Regions from separate parts of the Sus scrofa genome. Here region 2 is linked to region 1. A link is a contact called in public HiChIP or PLAC-seq data. All regions are on one chromosome and are shown on one strand. Each heading gives the region's core, a stretch centred on a gene start, on an enhancer-like site or on the middle of the called end of the contact. The rest is flanking DNA. Distances are from core to core; before and after follow the strand shown. Region 1 overlaps ARHGAP10 (rho GTPase-activating protein 10). Region 2 overlaps ARHGAP10 (rho GTPase-activating protein 10).

What was found. HiChIP or PLAC-seq counts read pairs in DNA pulled down with a chosen protein or histone mark.
Region 2: a contact with region 1 is called in an H3K27ac HiChIP or PLAC-seq map of skeletal muscle. The contact joins two enhancer-like sites. A contact is called at or near these places in 12 of 47 Hi-C or Micro-C datasets (adipocytes, embryonic fibroblasts, fetal heart ventricle and 7 more) and 2 of 2 datasets of contacts at active chromatin or transcription factors (alveolar macrophages and skeletal muscle).

Annotation. Positions count from the first base shown.
Region 1 is chr8:80,885,357-80,889,370 of Sscrofa11.1, forward strand. ARHGAP10 (rho GTPase-activating protein 10) reads right to left here. Exons shown (of 23, transcript XM_021100659.1): 6 at 2,096-2,206; 7 at 1-26. Among named protein-coding and RNA genes, the nearest start is that of ARHGAP10, 140 kb to the right of the region's middle. Within about 2 kb of position 2,730, at least 15 of the 83 cell types and tissues checked have an H3K27ac peak or open chromatin away from gene starts, as enhancers often do. A contact at or near this core is called in skeletal muscle, where this site is marked.
Region 2 is chr8:80,935,253-80,939,351 of Sscrofa11.1, forward strand. All of the region lies in intron 1 of ARHGAP10 (rho GTPase-activating protein 10), which reads right to left. Among named protein-coding and RNA genes, the nearest start is that of ARHGAP10, 87 kb to the right of the region's middle. Within about 2 kb of position 1,284, at least 10 of the 83 cell types and tissues checked have an H3K27ac peak or open chromatin away from gene starts, as enhancers often do. A contact at or near this core is called in skeletal muscle, where this site is marked.

The DNA.
Region 1 (4,014 bases), core at 1,480-3,979:
AACATTCCCTGGAAAAATGACAGCATCTAAAACAAAGGAGAAAAAGGGACATTAGCACAAGAAACAAAAACAAAAAACACCTCAGGGAAAAAAAATAAAATAAAAACAGCCACATATTTCCCTCCATCTCAATGCAATTCTACTGACGTAAAATGATTTAAAAAGAAGTCACGAAAATTCAATTAACTCAACTGCAGATTATTCATTAATTGGTCCCTATTTTTTTTTAAAAATGAAGGATTTGTGATTTCTCCTTAAATATCAGATCCACTAGACAGCTCTTCTAGAATGTTGTATAGGAGAAACAGAATTCTACAGCACCCATTTGTCCTTCTTAGTCGAGAATCCCTGTATTCATTTATTATAATCCCTGTATTCATCTATATGGAATTCAATACAGGCTGACGGAACCTATACAGAAAGTGAAACCCAGAACCAAGAGCTGAAGACTCTTTCAAAGGGCACCCAGCACAGAGCAAGCTCTTGTTTTTTCAACAAGGATGCCCAGTGCCTAGGTCAGAGAGGGGCAGGGGCTGGGCAGTAATTAAGCCTTGAGTTTCCTACAAACTCCCCACCTGCCCCACTCCATCAGAGGGCAGCTGCTTCTCCCCACCACATGCGTAAAGCTAGAGTCAGGGTGCACTGAGGTCAGAGTTAAGGAAATCCTGAAATTCCTTTGCTTCAGAATGTCACACAGCATCAAGGTGAGGAACGGGGGACCCTGACATCAGGTCAGGGGTCAATTCCCAACTTGGGCAGATGACTGCTAGGTTTCTTCAATTTCTACATTGAATAAGTAGAATAAAAATCTCTCCTTAATGAATTATACGCATGATCACAGTAAAGCCCTGAGAACGACGACTTGAACAATAAGCACTGTAAATTCTCAATAAATGTAGGTCATTATTATGATTTCACATAAAAAGAAAGGTTTAAGTAGGTTTTCTCTTATTGTTTAATATACATTAATTCTATTACTCCATTGGACCATAGCTTCCATAAATGCTAATATTTAGTTAATCATAACTTGGGGTTTTTTCTTTTGTTTCTCAACATACACACAATGGGAAAACCGTATGTCAATTACATTATCAATAAAGTTTTTTTTTTTAAATCACATGTAGTATATTAAAATTAAAGTGAATCCTGAGGAGTTCCTATTGTGGCTCAGGAGGTTAAGAACCCAACTAGTATCGATGAAAATGAGGGTTCTATCCCCAGCCTTGCTCAGTGGGTTAAGGATCCAACACTGCCATGAGCTATAGTGTAGGTCACAGATGCAACTCGGATCTGGCATTGCTGTGGCTCGGCTGCATGACGGTAGCTGCAGCTCTGATTCGACCCCAAGCCTGGGAACCTCCACACGCCAAGGGTACAGCCCCCCACAGCGCCGCACCCTCCCCAGAAAAAAAATCTTGAAAATCATGAATCTCAGTGTACCTCTAGGGTTTGGGTTTTTGGGGGTGTTTTTTGTTTGTTTTTTTTTTGCTAAAACCCACAGTATGAAATACCCATTACATTTTGATTCACAAGATACCTATATTCACATATATATGAACATAAATAACTGAAGCTATCAGAGTATATCTTTATAAGCACAAACAAAAATCATGTGTTTCAAAAACAAGTATAAAGAAATGTCAGGGTAGCTCACAAAACAGTTTCAAATGTTCCACGTATGGCTCCTTAAGTTGCCTAAGTACTGTGAATAGTATTAAATAATTTGTTACCAATAATGGTTGAAGGTACCAAAGTCTGGATGGATGCCCTTGCAGAATAAAGGTCATCCCATAAACACTACTGCGGTCACATTCCAAAAGAATTTCTTTCAGAGGGATTTCTTTTTTCAAGGGTGGAGTCACAACTAGGATGGCAGAAATTGTACCTGTCTGCCAAGTCCTTGAGATGTCGCTGGGCCAAGAAGGCAGAGAACCACTCTTGAGAGGCGATTCTTGGCCTTCCCAGATCTCTAGGTCCCCTGTTTACAGTTTACGCCCCAAGGCCTCCAGCATCCATACATTAGATCTTGAAAGAAACACATTCCCATTCTATCACACAAAATTCAATGAGCAGAGCAACTTGCTATTATACTTACAGGTTCCACAAACTCAAACTTCTTCCTCTCTTGGATTTCCTGAAGCTTACACACATATTCAAGAGACAGTTCATAAAAGTGCTGCCGGTTCTGTTCCACTTGGATATCTGCCTATGTTAAAACAAGGAAGGGCAGTCCAATTAGAGGCAGTCAAAGTCTTTACCCAAGGTCTGCAAAAGCACAGTCCCTGCTGCCTGTCTTCCTAAATGAGGCTGTGCTGGACCACAGTCAGGTCTACTCATTTCTGTATCTTCTATGCTGCTTTCCTGCTACAACAGCTGAATTGAGTCATTGCAATAGGGAGCTTGTGGTCTGCAAAAGTCTGAAGTATTTACTCTCTGATTCCTTGCAGAACGAGCTGGCCGACCCCTGTTTTTGAGCTGAGATGGATCCCAAAAGTCTCAAGATCAGATAGTCATATCTTCATGAAAAACCTACCCCCAACCACAACCGACACCCAAGGTAGAGCCATCCACATAAAATCCAAGTTACAGAAACACTATTTCCATTAACTAATCCCCTGAGAATGAAGAGGCCTGGGAAAGAGGGGGGGACAAACTCCCGTCCCCTCAGCACTCATGAGTGAAGGCAGCAGGTGAGGAAGTGGCGGCCGTGGCACCATCTCAGGAACTTGGCTCTCTCGGGCAGGCCTGGGCTTGATGCCCACCTGCACGCAGTCACGCTCCTAAGCCCTCACCAGGTCCCGTCCCCTGGGAGGGCACAGGCAGCAGGTGGTCAGAAGACCATTCCAAAAAAGGTTCCAGCTTGTCTTCTCTAATGAGAAAGGAACTGGGAGAGGGGACGGCTCCACAGAAGAACAGCAGAGACACGGCTCGTCCTTGCCAACATTCTTCTAAGGCATCATGCATTTCCTAACTTGGCTAATTCTCCTTCTAAAAGTATTTATCTGGACATTTCTCCAAAGAGGCAAGAAGCCATGTCTAAACACATGGAAAGATGCTCAGCATCATCCATCATTTATGGAAATACAAATCAAAACCGCAACGTACCACCTTGCAAAAGATAAAATGAAATTAAAATTAAATAAAATTAACATAGGGAGTTCCCTTCGAGACTCAGCAGTTAACAAGCCCGACTAGGATCCATGAGGATTCGGGTTCGATCCCTGGCCTCGCTCAGTGGGTTAAGGATCCAGCGTTGCTGTGAGCTGTGGTGTAGGTCTCAGATGAGGCTCGGAACCTGCGTTGCTGTGGCTGTGACATAGGCTAACAGCTGCAGTTTTGATTCGACCCCTAGCCTGGGAACCTCCAAATGCCACAGGTATGGCCCTAAAATGCAAAAAATAAAAATAAAATAAATAAAATTAAAATTAAATGCAATTAAAATATAAAATACATAATAAAACAGAAAATAACAAAAAACAAACCTATCTTTAAAAGCCCCAGAAAATAACTAGTATTGGTAAAGATGTGGAGAAACTGGAAATTTGTGCACTGCTGGCGGGAATGTAAAATGATGCAGCTGCTATGGAAAACAGTACGGCAGTTCTCCAAAAAATTAAAAATAGAATTACCATATGATCCTGCAATTCCATTTCTGGGTGTGCACTCACAAGACCTGAAAGCGAAGGACTCACACCCACATTCACAGCAGCATTATTCACAGCAGCTAAACGGCAGAAGCAACCAAGTGTTCACTAACGGATGAAGAGATTAAAAAAGAAAAAACATGATCTGTACGTGTAATGGAATATCATTCAGCCACAGAATGGAAGGAAATTCTGGCACTTTCACCACATGGATGCACCCTGAGGACACTATACTATGTGAAATAAGCCAGTCACTAAAGGACAGATGCTGTATCGATTCCACTGACATAAGGTACCTGGAACAGTGAAATTCACAGAGACAGAAAGTAGAATGGTGGTTGTTGGGAGCTGGGACAAGAGGCTGAGAAGT
Region 2 (4,099 bases), core at 34-2,533, 48 kb after region 1:
TTCCCAGGTTCTTTGCCCGGATCTCAGCAGGTTATCTGAACAGCTGGAACAGAGAACCCTAACTAAATAGAAAATTCATTAGTGTGTGCCTCCGTGCGCCAGCCCCCTTTCCACCACCACCCAATCCTCTCCTGCCTCTAATTCACAAGCACTCTAATTACCACTGCTGTCCTGAAGCACTTTCAGGGCTGGCATATACTGATGGATAATGCCAAGCCTACATGCACACAAGAAGCAGAGCTAACTTAAAAGAGTTCAAGTGACTTGTGACTTGCACTCTTTCAAATGGACTTGGCCTTCAGAGTCTCCCACCCGGGGGGAGTTTTAGGTCTTCGATCTGCAGACAAACAGGAAAGAAACACAGGCACTGTAACGCTCCCCAGAGCTGGAAGCCGTTTGAATGATGAGGGGTTCTATTTGAGACCTGCTGAACTTGAGCTGCAGGACACCACGTAGAGAGATCCAACTGCAGTTTAGATCCAGGTTGAGAGAGCCTCCAGACACTGGTTGGAATTGTCCCTGTTTGCCCTTGATGGTTCAACAAGTGAGGAAATTATTTCTTACAGAACAGCCACCTATGGATGGTTTTCAGGGAGAATCACCAACCATTAGACACCTACAGGCCCTCGGGAGGGTGGGAAACCTCTCTATTTAAGCTGCTCTACTCCACGGTGAGACAGCTCTCTGGGTACATCACAGCCCCTCAAGTCACAAGCCTGGCCCTGACCTTGGCAAGAAGGTTTATCTACAGACTACGTCCTGTGACTTCTGGCCCCGTGAACCAAACACTAACTGGCACGGCTGAGGCAACGCGGCATCCTCTCCAATTCTGGGCTTGAAAAGAAAAACGAGGAGTTCCTGTCATGGCTCAGTGGTTAACACACCCGACTGGTATCCACGAGTTCGATCAGTGGGTTAAGGATCCAGCATTGCCATGAGCTGTGGTGTAGGTTGAAGACGCGGCTCGGATCCCACGTGGCTCTGGCATAGGCTGGCAGCTGCAGCTCTGATTGGACCCCTAGCCTGGGAACCTCCATATGCCGCAGGTGCAGCCCTAAAAAGATGAAGAAAGAAAAGAAAGGAAAAGAAAAATGAACGGGCAAGGTGCCTTTTGCCCTCATTACATCTGAAACACAGGATTCTTCACACACCATCCTGGAATCTGAAACCTTCTTCCCAAGAGGCAAACTGCACCAGGAAGCTCACATTCCTCGGCATGTAGAGACCCAAATAACTAGATTAGCAAATATGCAGAGGTGCTGCCAAGGGGAGCTCTGCCACCCATTCTGCACATCAAAACATGTCCCCCAGGCCTTCTGTGTTTTATTTAGGGAAGAACAGGGTACAGACTTGAAGAACTCAATGTCTTTCACGCCAGATTCGTGCCAAGGAAATAATGCTGATGTTACTCCAAGTAACTTGGAAGTGAAACAAAATTCCTCTGGGACCGCCGACTGGCTTCTTACATTCCTTCGTGTTTTCCCGGTCTACAAAACCGGCAGCAGCACTACGTACAAGAACAGCATTAAGGACTCTCTGGACAAATCAGAAATGAAAAGGAGTTCCCTTTTGGTGTGGCAGGTTAAGGACCTGGCATTGCCACTGCTGTGGCGCTGCTTTGATCCCTGGCCCGGGGAAATGCCGCATGCCACAGGTGCAGCCTAAAAAAAAAGGCAAAAAGAAAGAAAGAAAAAGAAAGTGACACATTTTGCACATTTTTAAAGGTGGTGCAAACATCTCATGAGCCCAAAATGCATTCCTGAGTTAGTCAAGGCCTGAAGGCCAAATCACATTGGAGAAGCAGCTTAAGGGCCAGCATGGCCTCTGGAGCTGTCAGGTTAAGGTCCTCCAGCCCAACTGGAGTGTCCAAGTAGAAAGTTCTTCTTAATCACAGAATAAGCACCATCTAAAGTCACTAGAACAGGAGCTCCCACTGTGGCACAGTGGGTTAAGAATCCAACTGCAGTGGCCTGGGCTTGATCCCTGGCCCGGCACAGTGGGTTAAAGGATCTGGTGTTGCTGCAGCTGTGCCTCAGATTCAATCCCTGGCCTGGGAACTTCCATATGCCATGGATATGGCCAATAACATTAAAAAAAAAATTTTTTTTAATACAAATAACAAAGTCACTGGAATGACATGAGCTGACAAATGTACAGGGTTAGAGAGACAAAAGCTGAGTCCACAAGGATGCAGATGCCTCAAACCAAATGCATAAACCTGGCCTCGAGACAAGTACAGCCCATAACAGACAACAGAACAAAGTGACCAACTCCCACGAGGAACACTTAAGAAGGGAGTGCCCTTGGCACCACAGAGAACCCCACAGGCGGGTCCACACTGGAGATGCCCCCCACCTCCCTCCCCGATTCCAGACCTCAGTTTCAGAGCACACCCTTGGCAAATGCAGAGGCCTCGCAGGCGAGGGTCTGTGTATGGGGAAGACCAGCCACAGCAAGCTGGCAGGTAAGGGTGCAGGCTGGTGACCACTCAGCCCACTGGTTTACAATCTGTCTTTGGCCACACATCTCCCTGTTCAAAGAGAATCTTATTGACCATGAGAACCAGGAAAACAGCTCCACTTCAAACACTGTATTTGTTTCCTATTGCTGCTGGAAGGAATTACCACAAACTTAGCGGCTTAACACATACACATGCATTCTCTTATATTTCCAGAGGTCACAAGTCCAAAATGGGTCTCTCAGGCTGAATTCCTTCTGGGGGCTCTAAGGGGGAGTCCACTTCCTTGCCTTTTCCAACTCTCGGAGGACACTCACATTCCTCTGCTCGCAGCCCCCAGCCACCAATCACATCACTCCAACCTCTGCTTCTGTCCTCACATCCTCCTTTAAGGACTACCCTGATTACGATGAATCCACCACGCTGTATCAGGATCACCTTGCCACCTCAAGATCCCTAACTTAATCCCACCTGCAAGGTCCCTTTTGCCACTTAAAACAACATTCAAGGGTTCTGGGAATTAGGAAGGGACATCTTTGGAGGACCATTATTCCACCCACCACACCTTATAATATCAGGCACTCTCCCATCCACTTTCCATTTATTGACTCATTTCAGTATCAAGGCCGGTTCTATCATCACACCCACTCGACAGAGGAGGAGACTGAGACACATGGGTTAAGCAACGTGCCCAAGATCGTACAACTAGTAAGTTGTGGAAACAGGAGATAATCAAAGCTACTCAGGTGGGAGTTCCCACTATGGCTCAGTGGAAACGAATCTGACTAGTATCCATGAGGATGCAGGTTCAATCCCTGGCCTCCCTCAGTGGGTGAAGGATCCGACATTGCCATGAGCTGTGGTGTAGGTTGCAGACACGGCTCAGATCTGGCATTGTTGTGGCCGTGGCGTAGGCTGGTGGCTACAGTTCTGATTCAACTCCTAGCCTGGGAACCTCCAGAGGCCGAGGGTGTGGCCCTAAAAAGACACACCAAAAATGCTACTCAGGTGGAGGCAGGAAGAAGGATTCTGCTGCATTGGTCTCCATCTCCCGAAGAGTGCTCCTCAATGAGACTGCACCCCACGGACCCCAATCTGAACATCACTGACACCACAGGCAATGAAAGCACAACTCTGGACAACTAGCTCGATTTCACACACCTGGTTCAAGGAGAGCTCAGTCAGAATCCAGGTTTGAGTGTAGAATCCAGTTTTAGAAGAATCTGATGAGGCACAGAATGACAGCAACAGGTGCCCCTGTCAGTGAGGAGTATGTGCGCCCATGGGCTGTGGGGTAAGGGGAAGTGCTGAAGCCTGCAAGAGAATATTCAGGCCAACACACTCCCAACCTCCACCTTCTCTAATTACACTTCATAGGAAACGAGAACAGCTGATGGGCCGACAAACACTGTAAATGACAAGACTACATGCTGGAAACCAGGATGGCTGACATTTCCGGAGAAGAGCCTAAATCTGAGCAACAAAGACTGGTGGTACTTGAAGCTTTAGCACAGCAAAGAAAACCATCAACAAAATGAAAGGACAACCGACTGAATGGGAGAAAATATAAGCAAATGATATAACCGACAAGGGATTAATAGCCAACATATGTAAACAGCTCATCCACCTCAAGATTAAAAA